Linked DNA regions of Oryctolagus cuniculus: region 2 is linked to region 1. The links are chromatin contacts, called in public Hi-C maps. All regions are on one chromosome and are shown on one strand. Each heading gives the region's core, a stretch centred on a gene start, on an enhancer-like site or on the middle of the called end of the contact. The rest is flanking DNA. Distances are from core to core; before and after follow the strand shown.

What was found. Hi-C and Micro-C count contacts between places; a contact is called where the count stands out from the background.
Region 2: a contact with region 1 is called in a Hi-C map of an unstated tissue, with 4 times the contacts expected there. The contact joins the promoter of MME here to the enhancer-like site in region 1. A contact is called at or near these places in 2 of 6 Hi-C or Micro-C datasets (psoas muscle and an unstated tissue).

What each region holds. Positions count from the first base shown.
Region 1 is chr4:125,773,031-125,778,777 of mOryCun1.1, forward strand. No RefSeq gene overlaps it. Among named protein-coding and RNA genes, the nearest start is that of STRIT1, 58 kb to the left of the region's middle. Within about 2 kb of position 3,436, at least 1 of the 8 cell types and tissues checked has an H3K27ac peak or open chromatin away from gene starts, as enhancers often do.
Region 2 is chr4:125,924,453-125,930,269 of mOryCun1.1, forward strand. It overlaps MME (membrane metalloendopeptidase), which reads right to left and starts at 3,454. Exons shown (of 23, transcript NM_001101685.1): 1 at 3,426-3,454.

The DNA.
Region 1 (5,747 bases), core at 2,186-4,685:
GTGGATTCTTTTTGATCAAACATCCTCTGAAATGGATTAAATATTTTAGTTGAGAGGAAAATTATTCAGGGGTGCAGTTTGGCTCAGCAGTTAAGCTGCCATTTGTAGTGTCAACATCCCATCTCAGAGTGCCTGGGTTCATATCCTGGCTCCACTGCTAATTCCAACTCATGGGTAATGTGCACTGCAGAAGGCAAAAGATGATGGCTTAAGTACTTGGGACACTGTCGCCCATGTGGGAGACTTGGATCTGACATAACCCAACTCCGTCTGTTGATGGCATTTGGTGAGTGAACCAACAGATGGATGAAATCTTTCTCTCTTTGTATGCATGGATTTCAAAAATATTTTTGCATCAGAATAAAATTATCTTGGGGCCTACACTCTGGTGTAGCAGATAAAGCCATGGCCTGCAGTGCTGGCATTCCATATGGGCGCCAGTTCGAGTCCTGGCAGCTCCACTTCCAATCTAGCTCTCTGCTATGGCCTGGGAAAGCATTAGAAGATGGCCCAATTCCTTGGGCCCCTGCTCTTGCATGGGAGATGGGAAGAAGCTCCTGGCTCCTGGCTTTGGATTGGCACAGCTCCAGATGTTGTGGCCAACTGGGGAGTGAACCAGCGATGGAAGACCTCTTTCTTTCTCTGACTCTCTCTCTCTCTCTCTCTGTGAACTCCGACTTTCACATAAATAAATCTTTAAAAAATTAAAAAGTTATTTCTTTTTTAAGATTTTATTTATTTATTTGAGAGGCAGTTTTATAGACAGAGATGGAGAGATAGAGAGAAGGGTCTGCTGGTTCACTCCCCAAACAGTTGCAACAACTGGAGCTGAGCATATCTGGAGCCAGGAGCTTCTTCCACGTCTCCCACGTGGGTGCAGGGGCCCAAGAAGTTAGGTCATCTTCTACTGCTTTCCAAGGTGCATTAGCAGAGAGTTGGATTGGAAGAGGAGCAGCTACAACACAAACGGGTGCCCATGTGGGATGCTGGTATGACAGGCAGCGGCTTAGCCTACTGCACTACAGCACTGGCTCCTAAAGTTATCTTTAAATTCCATTTCTACAAATTTTTTGAAGTTTCCTCATGTGCATGATTTGGAGGGAGTCTGTGGTGCAAATGTGAACGCGGAGGTTTGGCAGATGCGTGTACTACTCCAAACATTCTGATCTCTTTCACGTGGGAGCCAAGAATCTGATTTATGTTTTCTGGCAACTTCTTTTCAACATTCACCAACACTCATCTCCTTTCCTAAGGAAAACAACAGTACAAGTAATCAGAAACAAATATTTCTTCTTCTGCCCTTTGTTGGGTCAACGCATGATAATTAACAAAGAATGACCACTTGTGTTAAAGAAAAATGGAAACTATATTATTAAAATGCTCTTTGCATTAGCCACACACTGATTACATTGTCTGGTCCAATCTGTGGGATAATCATGACTTTCCAGCTATCTCAGAATAGCCCACATTTGTTCCCCCTTTGTTCCAAAACAATATCTTGTCCTGGTGACATGCTATTTCATCAGGAAGGCATGCTAGGATTTTCATAGGATCAAATGCAGTGGTTCTTTTCCCAGGAGTAATGATCCCCAAGAGTGTAATAGAAACAGCCTACTAGTGGCCCATCTGAATGGCCTGGTACCTCTTGGAATCAAACCATTATTCTTTGTCCCTCTGTAAAATTCAGGCACTTATTGTTTCCTTGTTTACTCTTATCCATACCTGTTCCCTGAGTGGGGCACAGTACAGCCAGCTTGGACTTTCCTTTTAGTTTATAAGTTGAATAGGGTGGAGTAAGAGTGGGTAAGTGGGTACATTGCATGAGAGAGACGGGGCTATGTTTTCAATCTGTGAAGTGGCTGCCTGGGGGAAGAGGAGAAGGAGGCCTTTTTGAAATCCTTTCTAGAATTGCCTCCTTCCACTTTCTCTGGCTTTCAAAACACACACACACACACACACACACACGTGCGCTGTATTCCTTGCATTCTCCCTGTGTCTGTAATGATTTCTCCTGTATCCTCTTAGTCTCTGTCATCAATCAATTCCTCCTAAGACTTTGTTTCTTCTCTGAGATAGTCACTTAGTAAACTGAGATAGAATCCCTGCCACTGTTATTTGCATCCTATATAGGACTCAAGACCAGAAGCCTTCAAAACTTCAGAGGAACGAAGTACAAAGCTTACAGTAGAAGAATGGGGTTGGAATCAATACTTGCTGATTATCAGTCTAGATTTGATGAGACCAAAAAGCACTATTAAAAGATTATTGCAAATGAAAGTGACAACCACATATATTCACTGCAATACATTTTATCTAGAATTTTCTGTTAGCACTACTTCTACTTTCAGTTCTGGAATCCACATACAGATAATTTTATCACATAATGACCTAAATAAAATTTCATGTTCCATTCTCCTCCCATATTACTTGATTTAAATGCTTTTTGCCTTGAAACCTCCCCCTTGTTACCATCAGGCTGCCTTCAAAATAACCACATTAATCTGTGAGGGCATTTAAATGAGAAAGCTTTGATCAGTTCCCAATTAGTGATACTGATAGACATGTTATGATTTTTCCAACTCTTAACTGTGTTCCAGGACTTAATGAAGGTTTAGATCTTTGACCTGCCAGCTAAGTATGTTTGGTAAGTTTTTATGTTGCATTTGCTGAGAAAATGAGCTGGTTTTGTTTTCCCACTCACGTTAAGAGCATTTCCCATGGCAGGAGGGGAGTGGGCAGTCCCCACTGTGGCATCCTCTGTCATTGCCGTGTGCTGTTTGCAGGGACAGGCAGTGCCTGTGGTCCTCACACAGTCATTGTTTCTCCCATGGCTGCGGGCCACAGAGAGGCTGGAAAAGGTCCAGGGAAAGGCAAATGCAGGATCAAGGGGGTGAGGGAGACTTCCAGGGAGGATGGGCTGACAATGACATCTGGAAATACCAGAGTAAAACCATGAAATGAAGGAGTCTGGGACAGTTGTCTGAGGGAAAGGTTTGTGTTTGGAAACCCTGATAGGGAACAGGTCTGCAGCTTTCTGAAGCCCTCAGAAAGGCATCTTAAGATAAGTTAGAAAGATGGGCTGAGCCTTTATCTCCACCCTACTTGCTGATAACCCTTTCCAAGTTACCAAAACATCTGAAAAAATGTTGTAGTCATGCCCTTTAGGAGTTACTGTGCCTTAAATTGGAAGGAGAGACAGAGTGATTTAAGACCATGTGGCATAAGAAGAATTTACACCTCGGCATTTAAAGGTATTGAAAGATCACACACTGGTTCCAGATAGGAATATGATTTTTTTTCTAGCTGAGAAATCTGGCCTTTTGGCAGGCAAAGACTGTGCTCATGAGCTGATAAAAATTACCCCATTGCATGCTCAGTTGCCTTCCCAGGTGACACGAACAGCTGTTGCAAAATCCCAGCTCTCGGTTGCTGCCAGACCACAGGCCACTGAGCCCAGAAAACAAAACCATGACTCATGGTGAACACTCACTGTCACCGAGGTGGATATGGTGACAACCACGCACACAGGGTGCTCTGAAAACCGGGGCTCTGCTACTTAGTTGCTTTTATTGTGGTGAGGAGGCCACTCCAACTCCTTCTTGCCAGAATCCAATGATGTTTGAGAATCCTTCACCCCCTTTCTCAGCTGTGGGAAGGAATCTGTCCCATAAGGAGAGGACATGTTGTAAAATAGCCAGGTTTAACTTCCTTGCTTCCTCTCTTTGCCCAGTTTTCCTGGAACTCTGTGTTCATGGAAGACGTAAATTTTGTGTTTGATTCTTTCTTTGAGTGTCAACCAAACCTGGGTCTCTTTCTGATCTCTGTGGTTATGTGACTCTCTTCAGAATCCTATGACCGTAATCAGAAAAATGGGTGCATCGTGGCTCTGCAACTCTATGATTGGTGATTTGGGCAGATGAGCCTCAGTTTCCAGATCTGACTATGAAGATTGTGTCTGGAACTTCTAGAAGTTGGAGAAGACAGTGCTGAATGCTGGAAAAGGGCCCGAATGATTCAGTGTCCATCTGGATCTGGGGGGTACAGATTCCAATACTTTCTAGGGCAAGCCAGGTAGCATGGATAAGAGAAGCACGGCACAAGTCTGATGTGTGGACAAAAAGTGGTGAGGACAGTGGCCAGCTTCTGGGACCAGACTCGTCTCATCTACAGGGAAAGCTGAGGCTGACTTCAGCTGGCTGTTGCTACTTGAGGACGTAGACCCTCAGCTGCTCCCTTTTCCGGTTACTTCCCTAGGGAATCCAGAAATCCAGCTTGGAAAATAAGTCATGAGTCTTAATTATTGGCCTTTAATTCAAATTCTTTAAGAGACAAATTGCTCCGGGATTCAAACAAGGCATATCTGCAGATGAGGCAAATTAGGCAATGGACTACCAGTTTTGGCTTATGTTTTGTGAAGACATTACAATGTAAACATTTTTGTGAATGCCTTAAATGAGGGTTTCTTAAAGTCTCTGCTCCTGAGAGCTGTGAAAAGTGAATACTTCCCTCTGAGGCTCTTGGCATATCGTGGGATGGGACTGAAACAGTGAAAAAGCATCTTTGCTTGTTTCAATACAAAATTGTATTTTGAATGGTTTACCTTTGTGCCAATCATCTAATAGGTAGATACTTAGAAATGAATGACTGAAGGTCAATTGCTACTCCTGGAAACTGTGCCCTGTAGACTCTGTTGTTTCATTTGTGTCATGGTAAGAAATGTGCCCTAGGGTATGAAGAGACATGGTCGTTCTATTGGTGGGTAATGGAGTTGCTAGCATCACCAGTACTCATCAGCTTGGCACCATCTGGAAGCATTTACCAAATTCAACCTATTAAGGACTCTAGTGGGATCCTGGGATTGTTGCTCCGATCTCCAATCGGCTAGGGCCAGTTCCCAGCCTGCCCCGTGCTCTTTCTCCCTTTTCTTCATGTATTTACAAAGTGCATACCACCTCACCAGAGAGGAGGTAGGGAAGTACACACACAATAATCCCAAATGGAAAGTGTAATCAGGGGTGCTATGGCAGAGTCTGGGCCCTGGACATGTGGACATTATACTTTCTGAGCCACAGAATCCATCATTTTCTCAATCCAGTGACAGTCCTACAGATACCACACCAGTTTTGAATTTTTGTTGCTGAACAAACTGAGTGTAAAATAACAGTAATAATTTGTGAGTAATCCCCTGGGTTCTGTGAGCTGATGGAACAAGACAGACTGGTTTTACTCAGTGTCTCCCTGTGGCTGCAGTCAGCGACTGAGTCTGAAGTCATTGCGTAGGCATTGTCCCTTACACGTCTGGTGGTGAATGCTGGTCATTACCAGGAACCTCAGCGGGTCCTCTTGGCCGGAACACCACACGTTTCCTCCCCTGTGGACTCGGGTCTCCTCACATCATGGCAGCTGAGCACTAAGGGCAGGGCGCTGGGGGGAGCTGTATTGCCTTTTTATTTTATTTTTATTTTTATTTTTGACAGGCAGAGTGGACAGTGAGAGAGAGAGACAGAGAGAAAGGTCTTCCTTTGCCTTGGTTCACCCTCCAATGGCCGCCGCTGCCGGCGTGCTGTGGCCGTCGCACTGCGCCGATCCAAAGGCAGGAGCCAAGTGCTTCTCCTGGTCTCCCATGGGGTGCAGGGCCCAAGCACTTGGGCCATCCTCCACTGTACTCCCTGGCCACAGCAGAGAGCTGGACTGGAAGAGGAGCAGCCGGGACAGAATCCAGCGCCCTGAATGGGACTAGAACCCGG
Region 2 (5,817 bases), core at 2,204-4,703, 150 kb after region 1:
AGTTTAAATACTCACATATGATTACTTCAGCAGTTCATAAGCAAAAATTGCTGTACCATCATTAGGGAAGTCTTAAACTCACCTTTCTAAACTGTGGACTCACATCAAAGGTTAATTTTATAACTTGCTCCAGTGGTTTCTTTTATAAGCTCAAAAATCAATGACTAATACCTTGAAGTGTTGACTAAGCAATACTTTGAAATATGAATACAAACACAAAATCAAAAGGAACAAGCAACTTGAAGTAGTTTACATAAACAACTTTTATTTTTACAGTTCAGAATTAATATTCCTTGTTCATGAGGTTATCTATTAACTAGCTAGACAACATTTAGAAAATGGTCAGTGGTTTACACCTTGAGATGAAAGATGTGAACCATGTCAATGTTTCCTTGTGCAACTGAAGGAGGAGAACATGATTAAAAAACAATTCTACCTTGCAAGTCAGGGTGCCAGGCACTAAAATAATGCAACTTATATTTAAAATAATAATGTTAATACTTCTAATGATGGCTGACATTTATTGAGCTCTTCTCATGTGGCAATCCCAGGTCTTTGTGCCTTACACAAACTAATTATTCTAAGCTTCATGAAGTAGATATTTCTAGTCCAATTCTATACCTTAAGAGCACACAAGTCAAGTAACTTGCCCGAGCCCATACAAGTAAACATTATTTGTAAAAAAATGCATTTGATTGCTGTTTGGAAAAAAAAAATGTTTAATTATGCAGTAAAAGCTATTTTAGACCTTACTGCAGAAATTCAGGGGGAAAATTAAGGGCAATCTAACCTAAATATTAAATTCCATTGTATCCTTTAGAGGCCTAGTGACTCTATCTGTTTACTAGTCACTCACCACAGCTTTGAATGAACAATTTCATTTTGTCGTCAGTGACTGTACAAGAGAACATCTTAAACGAACAGACTAGTTGTTAATAACTCAATCCAAATTCATCATAAAATTTAGTTCCTAGATGAAGGGACTGCTTAGAAACGCTCTAATAGATCTTCGTTAAATACACACAGTTCCTTGAGGATGTGTTTTGTGTAAACTGAGGCAGATAAGAGAGCAGAAGATTCTACTTTGGAAGTGTGGTCTGGAAGATCTAGCCATAACTAAGAATTTAATCTCTAATGAACCATTAATAAGCAAACCACAGCTACAGAATGTTAAAGTCCTAGATACAAAGTCTTAATTATGCTGTTTACTTGATTACATGAGGCTAAAAGCATGGACAGACTATCAAATAAAAATATTTTATCACACAATGAAAACCATGCCTGCTTCATAAAAGTGGAATGTAATGTACCTGAATGTTAAAAATGTAACTCTTGTTAGCTGAGTCTCACAGTCGCAGAGGAGGGGTGTGGGGATAGGCTATGGAATTGCCTTGATTATAATCCTACTTTAATAGGGGTGATGGTTGGGTAAAGAGAAGATGGAAGTATATTTAATACTTGAACACCCTACAGAGAGGTAAACAATAAAAAAGACTAATTTTCCTAGTCTTCCAGATTTCAAGACTGACTTAAAGAATGAATACATTTAATCACATTTGCTCACCTATTTCCCTTTCTTAAAGATCGCTCCTCCTGTTCTAATAAGATTTTGAAAGACAATATAGATAAATGTTTTACTGCTATAAACTTTATTATTATTATTATTTCTTTCTTAGACTTGGCAGGGGAATCAGGGCAGCCAATGGTAAATTAGAGGTTCTCTTTACCACTGCCACAGTTTCTGGTGCAGCAGATCCAGTAGATATTAGTAGGCAAGCATTTCTCCCTTCCTGGTTACTTTTCCATGGCTTCTCCCCTTATCCTTGAAAATGGGGTGCCAGGGAAGATGGGTTCTAGCGCTTGGCACCTAACACTGCAGAAATAGTGACATGGAAATTAAGGCAGTATCTGATGTTGTTTAGTCCTTTTACATGCATCATCTTTGAATCATCTGAAAACTTTCTTCCATAGTCCCACTTCTTCAAAGTAATCTTTTGCTCCTAAACAGCACTTTACCACAACATTGGACAAAAGTAGCAGCAATGCATGTTTAACCTCATAACCAACTTCGTCAGTGACCTCTAGGTAATTGTCAATGATTCATTATTTTCTCTTAAGAAAACAGGAGTCAGAATTCAGGGCACATATCACCGACTCCCACTCCCTTACCTGCACATCCAACTCAACCACCACCAATCACAAGTAAGAGGGGGGAGGAGGGAACAGGGAAACAAATAAACAAAACTCCAAAAAGCTATACAGTGATACTAGTAGTCCCATTTAAGGCAGAGTGTGCAAAAACGTGCCTACATGGTTAAACTGCTTCATCTCAACTGGAAATGCGTTAAAATGTGTAAACTGAACAGTAGACACTGCCATAGAAGACAAGATCAGAGAATTAGCAGCTCTAACCCAGCAAGAATCCTGCTAACTACAGCTTGACGGCATCACCGAAAGAATAAATTCTTTTGCTAGAGGATAAGCTAAATTTCAAAGCACTGTTAAGCAGCAGTTCTTAGAGCAGCTGAGCATAAGCATGACTTTATCAGATAGCTGAATCCTGGAATGTGGAAGATAACTGATTGGTTAAAGGGAAGCCTGACTCTGAGCAATTTTCATTTTCCCAGCACATGACAGCATTAAGTTATTTCAAGTCCTTGAAGATGTGCTGTGTAACTACAGGTTGCATTATGGAAACTGAGGCACAGGAAGGAGGAACAGGTTCCACATTGACTATGTTTGCAGAAGCTGAGCAGGTAGGTTCGCAGGTAGGTTCTCAGGAGAAATCTTTTTTTTTTTTCCTCCAGACATTAATTTCTAGGCGTTTTCCGTGTACGAAATACGGAGATCTGGACACAAAGTCCCAACCACACTGCTCCCATGTGTAGTGTAGCTCTAGGACCAGACACACAGCTTCCAGTCCGAGAAGGTATTAGACCATTTTTTAAACTGCTGGAACCTGGCAACAGAGTAAGGGAGCCACGCTACCCGCCTGGATAGCCCATTTGCCATTCAGCAGCTGCCAATGTTGACGTTGGAAGTCTGGAACTAGTTTTCAGTTGAGTAAAATTGCCATTTGAATCGCCCGAACATAGAGAAGAGGAATGGAGTCCATAAGAGGCTGAAGAGAGATGTTCCGTTGCAATCCCCCCCCCCTTTTTTTTTCAAAGAATACAAGTAGATTGATACCGGTTAAGGAGCCCTTCTTTAAAAAACTTACACCTACAAAAGAACACTCCCACCCACCCCGCGCCAACCCACCCTTGGGTGATTGAAGCATAAATTATATAATAGGAAATCCAGGTTGCAAAGCGAGATGAGTAGGTGGGATCGCGGAAAGATCTTCAGGTTAAGAAAAGTAAAAATAGAAAAGTGAGTTAACAAAACGAGAAGAAAATCCAACAGAAACCAAAATGAACACAAACCTTGCTGTTAACAAAACCAGTGTCTGTACAGCGGAATGGCAAATCCCCAGCCCCCAGATCAGCCCCGCCGCAGTTAGGTAGCGCTGATCTCGGTAACCAAACATAACTCCCGGAGTCACAGGCTGCAGGGAGCTCTGGTAATAAACCTGAAGAGTCGACCTGACATCACTCGCAGAGCCCTCCTCCAGGTCACCCTCGCTGCCCCTTCCCTCCCCCGCTCCCTCCCTCCCTCCTCAGGTCCCAGCCACAGCTCTTTCCCAGGGCACGCCTCCTCCGCCTCCGGCCGCGGGTCCCGGGCGCGCAGGTCGCGCGGGACCCGGACCGAGGACCCTGCTCCACGCGCCGGCGGCAGCCGCTCCTCTGGCCCGGCGCTGCTCCCCCTCGGGCCCGTCCCAGCGGCTCCCGACTCCCAGGGCGCTCGAGCCCTTTGGACCCTTCTCCCCCAGCTCCCAGGTGCCGGCTTGCTCTCCCGGGACTCACCAGTGGGATTCGGGAGAAGTTGGAGGCTGCAGAGCAGGCACATCCGGACCAATGAGCGCGCGGGGCCGGGCGGCGGGCGGGTGGGCGGTTGGGGAGCCCCGCCGAGCGCGGGTCGGTCCGTGGGTCCCCCGGCGCACCCGGAGCGCCGAGGGATCCGGGCGGCTGGCGGCGGCGCCGAGTTCAGCCGAGGCCGGACGCCGGGGAGGTTCCGCGCCAGCCACGGCCCGGACAGGGGGGCGGCCCGGCACCCCAGGCATCCCTGGGACCCGCACACGGAGAGACTCACCGTGGCCGCTCAGCAGATCCCGCGCCGGGAGTTGGGCGGCTGCTCCCGCCTGCGCTCGGTCAAGCCTCGCCACTTGCACATCTCCGCGCCCCGCGCGTCTCGGCGCTCCTACCCTCTGCCTCGCCGCGGCAGGACCGAGGAGAGGAGCAGTTCCCCGGGTGACCTGAAGGTTTCCGCTGGGTCTCCCAAATGCTGCCACACCGTGTGAGGGGGCCCCGGGGGAGGGGGCGGCGAGAAAGTCTCCCCACGCCCCCAGTTTCCCCACCTCATCATTCCCAAAAGGGCCTCGCCAAACATTCTTGGGATTGCTTAGCTTCGGGGCTTTCAGGAAAACAATACTGGGTCTCTTTGGGATTCTGCAGCGCTGAAGTGGGCTCTGCCTCTCTTGTGAGTGCACCGCAGACAACAATGCTTCTCTCTCTCTTCGCTCCTTTCTCTCCCAGCATCCACGCTTCCTTCCTCCCTTTCTCGGCTTTAATTTTTCTCTTTCATTCCCTTCTAACTTTTGCTGTATTTTCTTTTCCTTCCCTCCTTCACCTTTTCCTTCCTTCCTTTAACCACTTCTTTCCTTGGTCAGAGCAGTAGGATAGTAAGCTCTGTCCAGAAACTCTCCGCTCCCACCTCTCCACTCTGGGGAATCTTGAAACCGTGGAGACTTGGGGTGTTGGCAGTGGGGAGCGACAAGGAGAGGGAACAAAAAGCTAAGGTGTGTCTGCTACACCTACCAAAATTATCTGTGCCTTGTCTGGACCCTTGTCAATATCAATCCGCCGCCAAGCAACACAACATTTTCACTTAAGACACTCCTTCCTTCTAAGGGGGGTTTAAAATACAATAAGAAACAAGGAAATACTTTTTGCACAAAGGCAGTTTATAAAAGAAAGCTTCAGCAGCATTAACTGGCAAGGTGCTCAGAGGAACCCAGCCTCCTGCTGCCCCGCCCCACCCCTTTTTTTCTTTCTAAGGTTTTAAATTCAATTATAAAATGCCAACTATATAAGGAGCTTTACCATTGATCCCTTTCTTCCTTTGAATTATATATAATTGCAAACACACATACTCTGCGGAATTCATACTGAAACACTACGGGGTTTTCCAAACTTGCAATTATCTGTTTTAAACATCAGAATTACTTACTGCTTGAGAAGAGTCCCTTGGCACTAACAAATTTTACATCATTTTTCTAGAAGACAAAACTGAAAAGCCAGGAGAAGTGGTTAATAAATTAAATGAAAATGAAAAGTGCTAATAAATTAAATGAAATAAAATGGAGACTTCCTTAAAAAGTTAACCAATCTTTAGGTAATTAAGTTAATAAAGAAATCTGATGGATGGACATGAAAAGTACTACTTGTATTTCTGTACTTTCCTCCTTCTGTGTGCAGATTATAGACTCTTAAGGCTCATAATAACCCTAAAATCCTGGTCTAAGTCCCCACCAAAGGAGCATGGAACTTAGCCAATGCCCTGGGGAAGCACTCCACTGAACTGACCAGGAAGCCTGGTTACTTTTGCATAAACTGATTCACTCAGCTCCATTAGTTGAGAAATCTCGGTCTTCTGACACTTCTTAAACACTATTACTTTTCAGATAAAAATTACAATTTTATTTTAACTGGACATCAT